Linked DNA regions of Mus musculus: region 1 is linked to region 2. Evidence: chromatin contacts called from public promoter capture Hi-C data. All regions are on one chromosome and are shown on one strand. Each heading gives the region's core, a stretch centred on a gene start, on an enhancer-like site or on the middle of the called end of the contact. The rest is flanking DNA. Distances are from core to core; before and after follow the strand shown.

Evidence for each region. Promoter capture Hi-C pulls out the DNA fragments that hold promoters and counts their contacts.
Region 1: a contact with region 2 is called in a promoter capture Hi-C map of embryonic stem cells, with 8 read pairs. The contact joins the promoter of Kcnq4 here to the enhancer-like site in region 2. A contact is called at or near these places in 3 of 39 promoter capture datasets (cranial neural crest and embryonic stem cells), 6 of 484 Hi-C or Micro-C datasets (the CH12 cell line, embryonic stem cells, immediate neuronal precursor and 2 more), 1 of 115 datasets of contacts at active chromatin or transcription factors (neural tube) and 2 of 9 other capture datasets (adipose tissue and pancreatic islet).

Annotation. Positions count from the first base shown.
Region 1 is chr4:120,746,033-120,752,799 of GRCm38.p6, forward strand. Kcnq4 (potassium voltage-gated channel, subfamily Q, member 4) reads right to left here and starts at 1,367. Exons shown (of 14, transcript NM_001081142.3): 1 at 828-1,367. The coding sequence starts at 1,144.
Region 2 is chr4:120,611,703-120,618,378 of GRCm38.p6, forward strand. No RefSeq gene overlaps it. Among named protein-coding and RNA genes, the nearest start is that of Gm8439, 26 kb to the left of the region's middle. Within about 2 kb of position 4,294, at least 99 of the 459 cell types and tissues checked have an H3K27ac peak or open chromatin away from gene starts, as enhancers often do. A contact at or near this core is called in embryonic stem cells and pancreatic islet, where this site is marked.

The DNA of each region.
Region 1 (6,767 bases), core at 117-2,616, 130 kb after region 2:
ACTCTCTACATCCAAGAGGGGTCAGTGTTTTGAAAGTTGTAGGAGCCTGCTGAGAGGAGGAGGGGCCCCACAGCGGCATTGTTTCCAAACATACCCCTCTCTTCTTTCTTTTTCCCCATGCTCAGAGCCAGGCCTAGTACAGCTGGCCAGCAAGGCAGGAGAGCTGGGCCCAGCCTTCAGGGCAAGGCAGGACAGGGCAGGGCAGGCAGGGCAGCCTGCTGCCTTGGGTACTTCGAAGTTGAGGGTGCGGAGCAAGACTAAAGAAGACACGGATAAAGTTGGAAACAGCACACAGGCCTGTCAGAGCCATAGGGACCCTAGACAGCCCTGATCTGGGTACAGCCTGTCTCTGAAGAGAGAAATCTCCAAGGGGACCAGGTGGGAGCACAACATAACTACAGAGCCTGAGGGGAGAAAAATAATGTAGGGGCTAGGGTCTTCTGTGTCTGGGACACAGGGAGGGTGAGGTGAACAAAAGATAAGGAGAGTCCCACTTTAGCGGCTTCGGACTTGGTAAAGCAGAGAAGAGCAAGAAGCTGAATGACGGATCAGAGCAGTGGGGCTCTGCGATCAGGATGAAAGTAAGGAGAGCAGGCAGAAGAGGTTAGACGCCAGGGCAACAGGGGTCAAGGCTGGGAGATCAGGGGTTAGGTCAGGCTGGGAGACCGAAAAGGGGGCACAGGCCCAAGAGGGGAACTGAGTGAGGGTCTGCCCCGGGGCAATAGGATAGAGAGGTGGAGCCAGCGCGGGGTGGCGGTCCCCAAGGAGTCTGGCTCATGCGGGGTCAGAGCCGGGGCACGTCAAGGGGTGCGGGGGCTCCAACTTACATGAAGACGTGGTAGACGAAGGCCCACCCGCGGGGCCGCTCCAGCACGTTGTAGACCCAGTTCTGCAGGCGGCGGTAGCGCTTCTGCGCGGCGGAGGAGCGCTGGCCGCCGCAGGCGGAGCCCGAGCCGGAGCCCGGCCCAGGGAGGGGCGCGCCCGGCGGCAGGGGGCTGCCCAGAAGGCCGAGGCGACGCGGAGAGCCGCCCCCGCCCGCCTCGCCCTGTTCACTCTGCACGGCCGTGAGCGCCACCAACTCCGCGCGGGGGGCGTCCCCGGGCGGGGGGCCCAGGCCGAGGCGGCGCGGGGGGGCCTCGGCCATGGGCGGCGCCGGACGGGGGACCGGGGCGTTGCGGGGCGGGGGCGCGCTCGGGCGGCTCAGAGTCGCATGGCTCGAACCCCGGGCCGGCGAGGCGACCCTGGGCGCGCACGCAGGCGGCGGGGGCTAGGGACCAGGCCGGGTCCGTGCGGGGTCCGGAGGCGGTCGCTCGGAGCCTCGGGGCCGCGGGAGCCCGTACTGACCGCCCGCTTCCCCGGCGACTGGGGCGGCTCTTTCCGACTCCAACTCTCTTATTACGCGCTCCATGCCGCTCGCCTTTCCACCTGCCGCCGGCGCGCCGCTCACATGTCACCCTCCCCCGCCCCGCCCCGCCCCTCCCCCGCCCGCCCCGCGGCCGCCTTCCCAAATCGGGGAGGGAGCGAGAGAGAAGAGCACCGGGAGGGGGACCCGGGTCGGACGCGGCGGAGCAGGGCGCGCGGTCCGCCCAGTCGGTGTGTCCCGGCCCCGAGCGCGTGGCGCGGGCAGCGCGCCGGGCCCCGAGGCCGGGCGTGTACGAGTGGTGTGGCCCTGGTGGCCCGCTCTGGGGAGGGAGGTTGGGACGCCTGGTGAGTGGTTGTGGAAAGTGGAGCGTGGAGTGTGGAGTTGTGGCCGCGGTAGCTCGAGGGACACTTACATTGTAGAGTGGAGGTGTTTGTGTCCAGAGAAGTGCCTACTTGTGAGAGTTGGCTAGCCAGCCGTGGGTCTGCGTGGGTTCAGAGTGAGTGGGTGGATGGATGGATGGATGGGTGGGTGGGTGGGTGGGTGGATAGATAGATGGATGAGAGTACAGAAGAGTGTGCAGAACCGGGCAGTACAGCGCGATGGGTAATGTAAGCGAGGAGGTGTGCCCGTCGGGTCGTGCCCTCGGTTTCTAGTGCAGGGTGTTTAAAATGCGCTGAGGGCCGAGTGAAGTTGGGACAGCAGCTTCCGTTCCTCCTGCTGTTGTTACTTGAAGGGCCCGGTGCCCTACAGCTATCGAGAGATGTGTGGGGTGGTGTAGCTCACAGTTGTGCCCAGATGCGTCTCTCCTCCCGTCTTGTTGATGAAGGAGGAGACCCCAGTTGATCACCCTGAGCAGAGGGGACGCTCCCTCCCTGATTACGTACCTGCCCTCATCTCCCCACTCCATCTCCGCTCCGTGGGATTCACACCCGCCACCCCCTTCTCCCACTCTAGCCCAGAAAAGCTTGTTTAGGGCAGATAGAAGTATAGAAATAAACGTACTAGGGGCCAGTATTAGGGGAACGGACAGAGCACTCCCAAAGGCCTATAGCACCCCACCAGGACTTTCTCTAGGAGCACCCCTCTCCAGCAAAAAGTTCTCGGTGCCTGACCTCCGTCTCCGCTGTGAGCTGTCTGGCCCCTTTTCCCTCGCCCTCCTGACCGTGTACTAGGTGATGATTCGGGTTTGCTGGCCCTCCTTCCTTCTTCCCCAGCCTAAAGCGATGGCCAAACCAGACGCTCCCGCTCCCTCCGCAGGCCCTGCCCCAGGGTGAAGCGCTTCCGCAGCAAACTCTTCTTCACTCCTCGGGGAGGATCTCGGGGGACACAGCTAGCTGGAAGGGGGGGGCGGGCTGCAAGCTCGATTCTCAGCTGTCAGCAAAGGCAGCATTGATCTGCTGAGCGCCAGAGCGGGAGGGCTGGAGGGAGGGCTATGGACCGTGAGGGTGGGTAGGATTCGAAGTTCCCAAGCTACCTTTGGCAGCCTGTACCCCAACCCCTAGCGACCCTTACCCTCCTGCCCAGCTGGGATGCATTCTGGGGTCTGACCTGAATCTCTCCCACTGCTGCTGGTGCTGGGAGTGCGCAGTGCTCCTGCATAGGTCATGCCCTGACCTACTGAGAACTGAAGGTTTCTAGACTTGGGGGCGGGGGGGGGGTGCGCACTATGGTTGCAAGTGCCAGGGCTAGATATAGCTATCTTCTCCCTATAAGCTGAAGCCCGTATATCCCCCACCCCATATATGGCATTGTCTCTCCTGACTGGTAAACTGCAAGTTCTCAATCAGAGGCCCAGGGATGGGACTCAAGTCAAGAATTCAAATTACACAACGGAAAGTGGCTGCTGGGGTCTTTTGAGGCTTTGATCTTAGCTGAAACGGAACTTGAATTCAGGTTGCCCTTATCAGCACTTGGGATATCTAAAATTGGGTCTGTTCTGGGAAATCTGATCCTCCAGTTGAGTGCCACCTATGAACCCATGCTCCCCTTCTCGTGTGGGTGATTGCCAAGCTTCCCTTCTCTCTGTGAATGGAACTCCGCAGGAGAGGGTCCTCGTCATTTTTTCCAGTTCATGGCCTATATTACCCCATCCAAGGCTGGGGGAAGGTAAGAGAACTGTAGTTCCTGTTGGGATGGAAGCTAGATTTCAGAAGCACCTACAGAGGTCCCAGAGGCTATCTTTGAAGGTCAGCACCTCGTGGAGGGTCATGTGCATTGATAGTAAGAGGAGGGAGACAAGAGAGAGTTCTTCCTAGGGTGTGGTGTGTGTGTGTGTGTGTTTGTGTGTGTGTGTGTGTGTGTGTGTGTGTGTAGGAGGCAGAGGAGAGTCCAGAGAGGACAGGTGGCTACTCTTGAGTGTTACTCAGTGGCCTTCCTGTGCCCATCCGGATTCCCAGGACATGACAGAGAACGGACTTTCCCCACAGCAGGCTTTAGTGACTAAGACACTTTTCTGAGCAAACAGCTGTCTCTGGCTCCCAGGTCTAGCCTCCCTACTGGAGGGAGGTGGGGTATGCTATGGCTTTCCACACACCATTCTCTAACTCCCACATCTATGCCCTTGACTCCACCCTCTGCAACTTCCTCAACTCTGCTTCCTCAGCTCCTTGGGAACCCTGCCTAGTCTTCTGAGCTCATCCCCTGACCCATGTTTCTCCCTGGCTCTTGAGTTTCCAGGGCTGTATAAGAACAGGCCAACTCCCTGATCTGCTGTAATCCATCACTGTCTCCATCATCCATCAATGGAGCAGGTATTGATTGCGAGGAAGGGTGGGGAGGGAGAGGGTTCCCATTTGCTGAGCACCAGCTGGGGGCCAGATCCTCTCCTTTACAAAGAACAGAGTCCGGTGCTTTGTGGGAAATGGGCTGAGAGGTAGGGACACTCACCCAAGGAGAGACAACCAGGCAGGGAGCTCACGCCCTCACTGGCTTGCACTTTCCCAGAACTCCTAGGCCCTGAGTGCCAAGGAGAAGGAATTCTAAGAGATGATTCTGAGTCTCTAGCACTGGCTCCTGCCAGGGGGTAGGATGCCCAGATCTGAGAGGATCAAGGTCTAGAAGTGGCTGGCACCTTGGTTCTTGGGGGTAGCTTCATCCCTGGTATTGACTCCTGTTATGACCTCAGGTCATTTCACGGCTCGGATTCCTTGCTGGAGTGGGAGGGTTGACTGCACTCAGCAGTTTTCAGCCACTGTCAGCACCAGGAGTCCCTTTCTTCTTTCTTTCTTTCTTTTCTTTCTTTCTTTCTTTCTTTCTTTCTTTCTTTCTTTCTTTCTTTCTTTCTTTCTTTCTTTCTTTCTTTCTTTCTTTTTCTTTTAGCAGACAGAATCATAAGGTGGTAAAGAATGGTTGAGGTGAGGGGCTCCAGGCTCCTCCCACCTGCCTATTTCTTCCCTATCTCTCTGATGGTCTCCCTGTGCAGCTGCCTACATAGTCCTGGTGCTCTTGAAACTGCGACAATCCACCTGCCTGCCTCCCAGTGCTGGGATTACCAGTGTGTGCCAACACTTAATTTTCTCCTGAGTTTTCTTACAGCTGCTGGATTGCTAGAGGGCCCAAGGAGGGAGAAGCTGTCACTGGCAACGAGAGAAGGCCAATGAGCCTTCTTTAGGACAGGAATGAAGAGGACTTGGAGAATAAGTTTTATGGCCCACAGCTCCACAAAACTGCTGCTTCTTCTCTTTCAGCATCTCCCAAACATGCTGGGAGCTCAGGAGATCCATACCTGTCAGGCAGCCTCAGGCTGGGTGGAGACTTGCCCAATAGAGCATTAGGCTACAGTGTGTGAGAGTAGCCAGGGCCTGGGTCAGGGAGGGTGTTCTAGGGCACAGGGAAGAAAGAAGAAATGTGGTTAACAGCAGAGGCTCAAGAGTCTGGATAGCAGATGGGGCCTGAGCCGTGGTCCAGAGCAGAGGAGGGCTCAAGAGGGCCAGACATAGCAATGCCGGAAGGCACAGGTCAGCAGAGGCTGTACAAATAGGAGATACTTCTTACTGCTCATGTGAGAACTGGCAGAAGGTGCTCACAGGGCAATAGCAGGAAGCCATTGAGGGATGTAGAGAGGCCTTCTCTCTACTCCCTAGACAGTCCAGAACGGACAGGAGGCTTACGGACAAAAGGGATTCAAAGAACCGGAGAGAGCTAAGGAGCCCCTTCTCCCAGATCTGAGCAGACCACTCATCTGCTCCCCTAGACAAGCTTGTTTGGCCAGACAGTTCAGAGCCACAGACATGGGGAGAAGCTCAGAGAGGAGTGTGTCTGAGCTCGGTGAATGTAAACCTCCATTGATTTTAAGGCTCAAAGGCAGGGAGGGGGTCACCTAAACAAGACAAAGAAAGAGAAGGGGGTGTGGAAACGAAGGTCAAATCCATTCCTAACTCGCAGGCTCCTCCTCTGCCCATGGGAATCTTCCTTCTTCCCTAGCTGCTGGAGAGCTGGCCATGAAGATGGCCGTGGTCCTGGGCCATCTTCTGGCAGCTCCTCGGTCTCAGCAAAAGTCACTGGGGCAGTAGAGCAGTTGGAGTGTAGAGGAAGGGATGTTGAGTCACCAAGTGTCACCTGGAGGCTCGTGTTTGTCATTCCAGCTACTCAGGAGGCTGATGCTGGGAGATCACAAGTGCTGGAGTTCAAAGCAAGCTTGGGCAACTTAGTGAGACCTCATCTCCAAATAAAACACAAAACCAGGGCTGAGGATGTATTAAGCGGCAGAGCGCTTGCCTAGCAGGTACAAGGACCTGGGTTCAAACCTCAGCACAAACAGACACATCAAGCAAGCAAGCTAGCTAGCTCTCCTGGCAAAATAAACAGGGTAGGAGGCAGATCTTGAGAGTAGGAGGGACTGAAAACCATGAGTGCAAGGGAGGAGAGTTAGAAAAGGGATGGCTAATATTTGGTAGGAGGTATGAGTTCAGGGGGTCTTACAAGAGGTGAGAGGCTCAGAGACAACATGGAGAGGCACAGAGAGCAGCACTTCTAGGGCAAGCTTGATCTTAAGCTATCTCAGGCTTCTGGAGCCTTCCTGGTCTCTGACCTCAAACCTCATCAAATATCAATAGAAGCTTTTCCTTGAAATGTTAGGTGTGGGAGATAAATGCTGGACTGTTTTCAAGACAGGGTCTTGCTATGTATCTTATCTAAAGACCAAGAGAAAATGGGACAGTCTGAAAGAAGTCTGATACAGTTAAAAATCTCCAAGAAGATAAAGGATCAGCATCTATAAAACAAATCCAGAAAGACACCAAACAGACACACACAGCAGAAATGAACACAACTAATCTTGAATTTTTAAGGAACTAAGGCCATTGACATTGAAAAATAACAAACTCAATGGGCAACTTAGTAAATAAAGCTGAAGAGAGAATCAGTAGATTAGAAGTTAGAACTGGGAAAATCTACCAGATTGAGG
Region 2 (6,676 bases), core at 3,044-5,543:
TCTGTAATAGTAATTATATAATAAACATTTTCCATGTTCAGTCATATTGTCGTTTTTCTAAGTGGGTGTGTAATTTTCCAGCAAAGACATGAACCATAATTTATATAACCACTGCCTTATGGCTTGATATGTACATTTCACCAGGTTTCATAATTTCAGGGAATTCTATCAGCAACTGATTGCAGGTGCTAGCCCCCTCTTTCCGACAGTTCACTTGGGAATGACATTGTTGCATTTGTCTAATAGCTTAGAAAACTCTCTATTTTTATGAGTCATGCTGAACTTTTACCATTTCCAGCTAACTTCTGACAATATGTGTGATAATAACAGTACAGCAGAAGCAGCAGCTACACTCTAACTGTGTAACACGCTGTGCTCCACACTCCTCATCTATCTGCACTTGAGCACACATACACGTGCCCCCCCCCACACGCACGCACGCGCGCGCGCGCGCGCACACACACACACACACACACACACACACACACACACACCAGGCATAGTGAGTGGGGGTTAAAACAACAATCTTAGCATCAAACTGGACTTAAATCTTAGTAAAATTTTTTCTCACCTAGGAGACCATGAATACATTTCTTCACCTGCTGAGCTCTCATTTTCTTGTCTGTAAAATGGGTCCTAACTGTTTTTCATCTCAGGGTTGCTGTTAGGATTAGATAAGGTAACAATAATAGCTCCATCAGGCGTAGTGTTAATTGTCTCACTTCTCGCTGGAGCATTGTGCAGACACAGCAACCCGAGGCCACCTGCCTGCAGGAACAGGGAGGAGCTGAGCCAGTCTCCTGTGGTCAGGCTGACCTCAAGGTCATTGTGTGCCTGAAGGGACTCTTCATTTTTGTTCTGTTTTGTTTTTGTTCAGAGAATACCCCTCACTCTCAGCAGTTTCCTGCCTCCAATCTCACTGCCGGAGGGTGGTGGTGGGGGGTGGGGGGGATGGTATGGGAGAGGAGGCCACAGATGTGTCCCGTCCTGCCCAGATGAGACAGTTTTCTGAGTACCAGGCTAAAACCCAGCTATCCCAGTGAAGCCTGCTCTACCACGGCTGTTTTATACTACAGCACACCAAGTGCTTCTGTCCTCCTCACAGTTACTGTCATGGCCTGGAAGGTCCTAGAAGCTCAAGTGGGTACAGGCGTCTGTGAGCACTTGCCTAGACCAGACCTGTGCATGATACTATTAATATCTCATGAATCCTGAAACACGGCTAGGGTATGATAGTGCACACTTTTAATCCCAGCCCTAGAGAGGCGGTGGATCTCTATGAACTCAAGGTCAGCTTGATCTACATAGTGGATTCTAGGCCAACCACAGTTACATTAGTGAGACCTTGTCTCAAAATAAAAAAGTAAATAAAACATTGCTAGGACACAAACACTGTCACATGACACATACACATCACACACACATAAACAGTCACCTACACACACACCCAAAAGGGTACTACATAACATACACAATACACACATTATATTGATATGTGTACATATCATACATCACATACATATCACATCATATACCCATACTGTATATCACACACATGTCACCAGACATAAACATACTATGTATGGATACATATGACATATCATTCACATATTACATATACACAACATACCACATATCACATATACACAACATACCACATAACACTTCATACACACATACCATCTATATGCCCTATACATAAAGACCATATGTATCCACACACTCATAACTACCATATACACAATATACCATACATATACACTATACACACATACTATACACACACACATTATATATCTACCATATGGTGCACACGCGCATACACACACACACACACACACACACACACACACACACACACACACATTTACAAGAGGAAGCCAGGCCTATGCAAGCAGTCGCTAGGTTGTAGGGAAGTCATTCAACCTCCCATCAGTGGGAAATGCAAGCCCAGAACCTTGCTGTCCTTACCCACAGTTCTTGGGCAGTGGTACCTAGGAGACGGAAAGCTATGCAGGGATGCTCCTTATGTCTTCACCTCTATCTTAGAGTACTCACGAAGAGCCCTGGCCCTGAGTTCATGAGGGCCTTCTGGCCTCTCAGGCCCAAGCCACAAAGGCAGGGCCAGGATCCAAGTGAAAGTTGTTGAGCATTGTTCTCTGGCGGCCCTGAAATAGCCAGGCTTTGCTCGCAGCCCCTGCACTGCGCTGACAAGCAGATCCCAGAATAGCTCTTCCTGCCGCAAGCTGACCTACTTAGCAGGTCTCCTGTCATGTGAGCTCGGCTAGGCAATAGGTTCACTTTGCCTCTCTCTACCTAGAGCAGGCCCATCCCAGCATCCCCCCCCCATGGTTTCTGGTTCTCCTACAGTTCCAGGAATAGATAATAATATACTGTAGGTTCAAAGCATGTACACAAACATCACTGTGCATCCTTGTCAGGGCAGGCCCAAGAGAGGGGACTTATCACTCCATTACACAGTTGATGCCATGATAACACAGAGAGGGCAAGCAATGTGAGCAGAGATGCACAGCAGACCCAGCACTGTACTCTCTCTAAGGGGTTGGGGTTCCTAAGTCCCTCTACCCACCTGCCGCCTGTGATCAAGCAGCCCAACACCTGGTGGCAGAGCTAGTAGAGATCAAGGCCTTGGGTGCCCACTAGCCTGGGAGCTAGGGCTTGCCAGGCGTGGAGAACCATCTGGATGACCTCTAGCACACTGCTTCACCCGTCTTAGACTCACAATGGCATCCTCAGGGTGTCAGCAGAAAGATGAGAGACGGTTTCAGTTTGCTGGATGATAGAGCAGCTGCTGTTGGCTGTTATTGCCGTTGACATACCGAACTAAACCCAAAAGAAAAAGTTTAAAACTGACTGGTGCAAGAGAGCCCAGAGCAAAGGCCTTTGTGACACTTCTCACTCTGAGACGTCATTCCCACCCACGACATTCATCAGGGAAACAGCGGTAGTTACAGTGCACAACTCTGATGAGCACTGGGCCTTGGTTCTTTCTGCTTGATGACTCCTGGCTCTCCTTCTGGAGCCCCGTGGCAGGAACCCATCGTGAAAGGGGAAGGCAGTGTCTACTCTTGCATGGCCTTGTCCCAAGCTGGCTGCCATGGCTGTGCTCTTTTACTCTGGTACGACACAGGCAGGAAGGAACAGAAGGCGAAATGTCTGCTTTGATAATGTGTAAAAGCGGAGTGTCCCATAGAAGAGAAGGTGGAGAAGATTGGGGTCAGGCCGGGGCATCTGAGGACCAGAGTCTCATGCCTAAAGAAGGAGGTGACTCCAGGTCATTAAGATTGGGCGGGCAAGCTGGGGGCATAGCTCATTTGGTAATTACTTTAACACGCATGAAACCCTGGATTTAGTCCCCAGCATTGAATAACCTGGGCATGATGGGGCATACCCCCCTTCTCTCTCTCTCTCTCTCTCTCTGTGTGTGTGTGTGTGTGTGTGTGTGTGTGTGAACAATTAAAGAAAAAAGAGGACATTAATTTTAGAACAAGAGGGAAGGGTTGAAGGGGGGAAATGATATAATTTCTTATTTAAAAAAAATGTTAACAGAGCTAGGCTCCAGGGTCATACAATTTCTACTCCAATTCCATCCCCACGACTCTTTAGACATGAAGTCACTCAGAATACCCATCTGTAAAAGTGGCCATAAGCCAGACCTTATGGAAGGGCACTGAAGATGAATCAGGTTGCCTCTGCCTGGCTCCACAGCTGGTACTAAGCAAGTCGCTGAGAAATCTGAACCTGAACCCTCTAAGTGGCGAAGTCCACCACCAGAGATAGCATCTTAGCGTTTGGAAGGAGGGAGACAAGGTCAGTAAATAAGGAAGGCTGCAGTGTGATCCTGGATAGGCCAGGGAGAGATGGATACCCTTGGAAAGGGCTTCACCGAGCTGGGGGCGGGGGCTGGGGGCGGAGCCTGGAGGTGGCAAGCACACAGAACACTTAGGCTAGGAGGCTCCTGTCACTCAGCAGAGAAGGCAAACTTCATTGTGCCCTTTGTTCCCTGCTTCGGTTCTCAGTTCCTTCTGTCACAGCGCCACCTCACACAGTGTCCCCTCCCTGATCCCTACATATATCATACTACCCACTCCCTGAGCTGAGGGATTTTCCTTACAGCACCCCGCACACTCTGTTATGACGTTCCTTAGTCTGTTGTGGAGTTGCCTGGTTTCCTGAAGCAGATCTAGCCCCTTGAGCAATGATGGTACACAGCGCATGCTTGGTGAGTAGGGGTGAAGCAGGTGGGTGGCTGAACAGTGGAGTGTCAAGGCCAGCGGGAGGAGCATGTGAGAGATGGTTTATGCCCAAATTAGGGAGTGCTGCGAAGGCCTGCTAAGGAGCTTGAGTGCCAGAGAACCAACAGCCAGTGAGGTGGTTCAGAGCATAAAAGGGCTTTCTGGGAAGTTTGATGACCTAAATTTGGTCACCAGAACTGACATGAAGGCAGAAGGAAAGAGCTGACTAAATAAAAAGGTCTCCGACTTCTACGCGCAGGCACACACAGACCCCCTAAAATAAAATTAAAAAAAAAAAATTTAAACTCTGAAAACCCAGGCATGGTGCTTGTGCCCTATAACCCCAGCTTTTCAGAAGGCTGAGGAGGTGGGCATGGCTGGAGCCCAGGCTTTCCAGGCCAGCCTGGGCTACACAGTGAGAGAGCAAGTGGGGGTTGGGAGGTGAGAAAGAGACCAGGTTAGCTTTTAAAGTCTAAGTGGACTTTGTTCTCCTAGACTGCCCTGAATGGAGTTCCAGGCTGGTCACAGGGCTGTGGACAAGGATAAACGGCGTTCAGTACCACATGAGCTTCTGTCCAGATATAACCTGGTGGAGCAGCAGGCTTTCAAGATGGGGGGGGGGGGTAAACACACAGCCTGGGGCTCCACTGTCCAACAGAAGGGTGCCAGGCCTGAACAATGACAGGCGAGAAAAGGACACAAGCCACAGGGAGGGGGGCGGCGGGGGAGGGGAGACATTCTGCCCTTGGCTTCTCTTTTGGATCCCTAGGAAAGGCTCTCCTCTCTCGGCCTGGCTGCCTCTATCCTGAACACCTGTCCTGTGGGCACGGACACTAGAGGAAGAGGTGTGGAGCTCAACAAAGGAGCATTCTCCTAGCCAGGACGGGAATCAATGGAAGCTTGTTTGCCTTGCTTCCTGGGGCGCAGCCAGGCATGCTGGGGTGGGGACCTGGGCAGCAGGTGGGAACACAGAGTCCTGGGCTAGGCGAGCCTTGAAGCATTGTTTTGGCTCCAGGGGAGCTACACCTGTGTCCCTGAGCACCCAAGCAGGTGGCTGCAGGCTGCTTGAGAAAAACCAGCCATGCCGCCATTCTCCCTCTCTGGTTCAGGGCCTTCCTCAGAGCCCTGTGCATGACAGGAGAACATTGTTTCCAAACTTGCCACTAGCAGAGGTATAAAATGCCACATTGTCACTCCAAAATCTTTCTTTGTTTTTGAGAAAGTTTCTTTGTATAGCCTTGGCTGTCCTGGAACTTTGCTCTGTAGATCAGGTTGGCCTTGAACTCAGAGATCCCTCTGCCTCCCAAGTGCTGGGATTAAAGGTGTGTGCTAGCACTGCCAGGCCCAATCTCTGACTTTTAAAAGGCATGTGCTCAGGAGAGAGGGATCAGTGGTTAAGAGCTGGTGAAGCGCCGGGCGGTGGCACACGCCTTTAATCCCAGCACTCTGGAGGCAGAGGCAGGCGAATTTCTGAGTTCGAGGCCAGCCTGGTCTACAAAGTGAGTTCCAGGACAGTCAGGGCTACGCAGAGAAACCCTGTCTTGAAAACAAAAACAACAAAAAAACCCCAAAAAACAAACAAACAAAAAAAGAGCTGGTGAGGCTCTTCCGGAGTACAGGAGCTCAGCTCCCAGCACTCACGCTGACTGATTCACAACTTTCTGTAACCCTAGCTCCATGATATCCAGCATCCTTTTCTGCCCTCTGCAGGCACCTGAGCCTGAGCCTGTGAGTACACACATGCAGGAAAGGGTGGGGTGTGTGTGCGTGTTTAAATAATAAAGAATAATGGGAACCTTCAGAGACTCTGGGACTTGGGAATGAGGATTTGTCTACAGTTGCTTGTGGATGGCCACTGGGCCTACCTTACCATCAAGCATAGCTTTGAAGAAAGAGCCCTGGGTGCAGCAGATGAACACCCAAGCCTGAGTTCCAACCTGAACTGAAGTTCTATTTCCTCATCTGAAACCAGGGGAACTGAACCCTCACTGCAGACAGGAATCTGGTCACAGTGTGTGTGTGTGTGTGTGTGTGTGTGTGTCTGTGTGTGTGTGTGTGTGTGTGTGTCTGTGTATGCACACGTATTCTCGAGTATGAGAATCTGCATGCAGACAGCTTGTTTTCTATACATGCCTGGGATATAAGAAAGATGTTTTCCATCACCTACTGTGCAGAGAGGGTGAGCACCTTGCCCCATGGGCAAGGCTGATGTGTGTCAGGGCAGGACCACATGTATATGGCCACAGGGAGAGGCCAGCAGCTAGGGAAGGGGGTCTTACCTTCATCTCCTTGGCGAGCCACCTATGCCAGCCCAGCTCCTGTTGCTCTCCCTGCTTCCTTGCCCTAACCTGTGCTCAATCTGAGACCTGGAAGGACTGCAGAGACACAGCAAAGCTTACTCTGCCATGAACTTCCTGTGC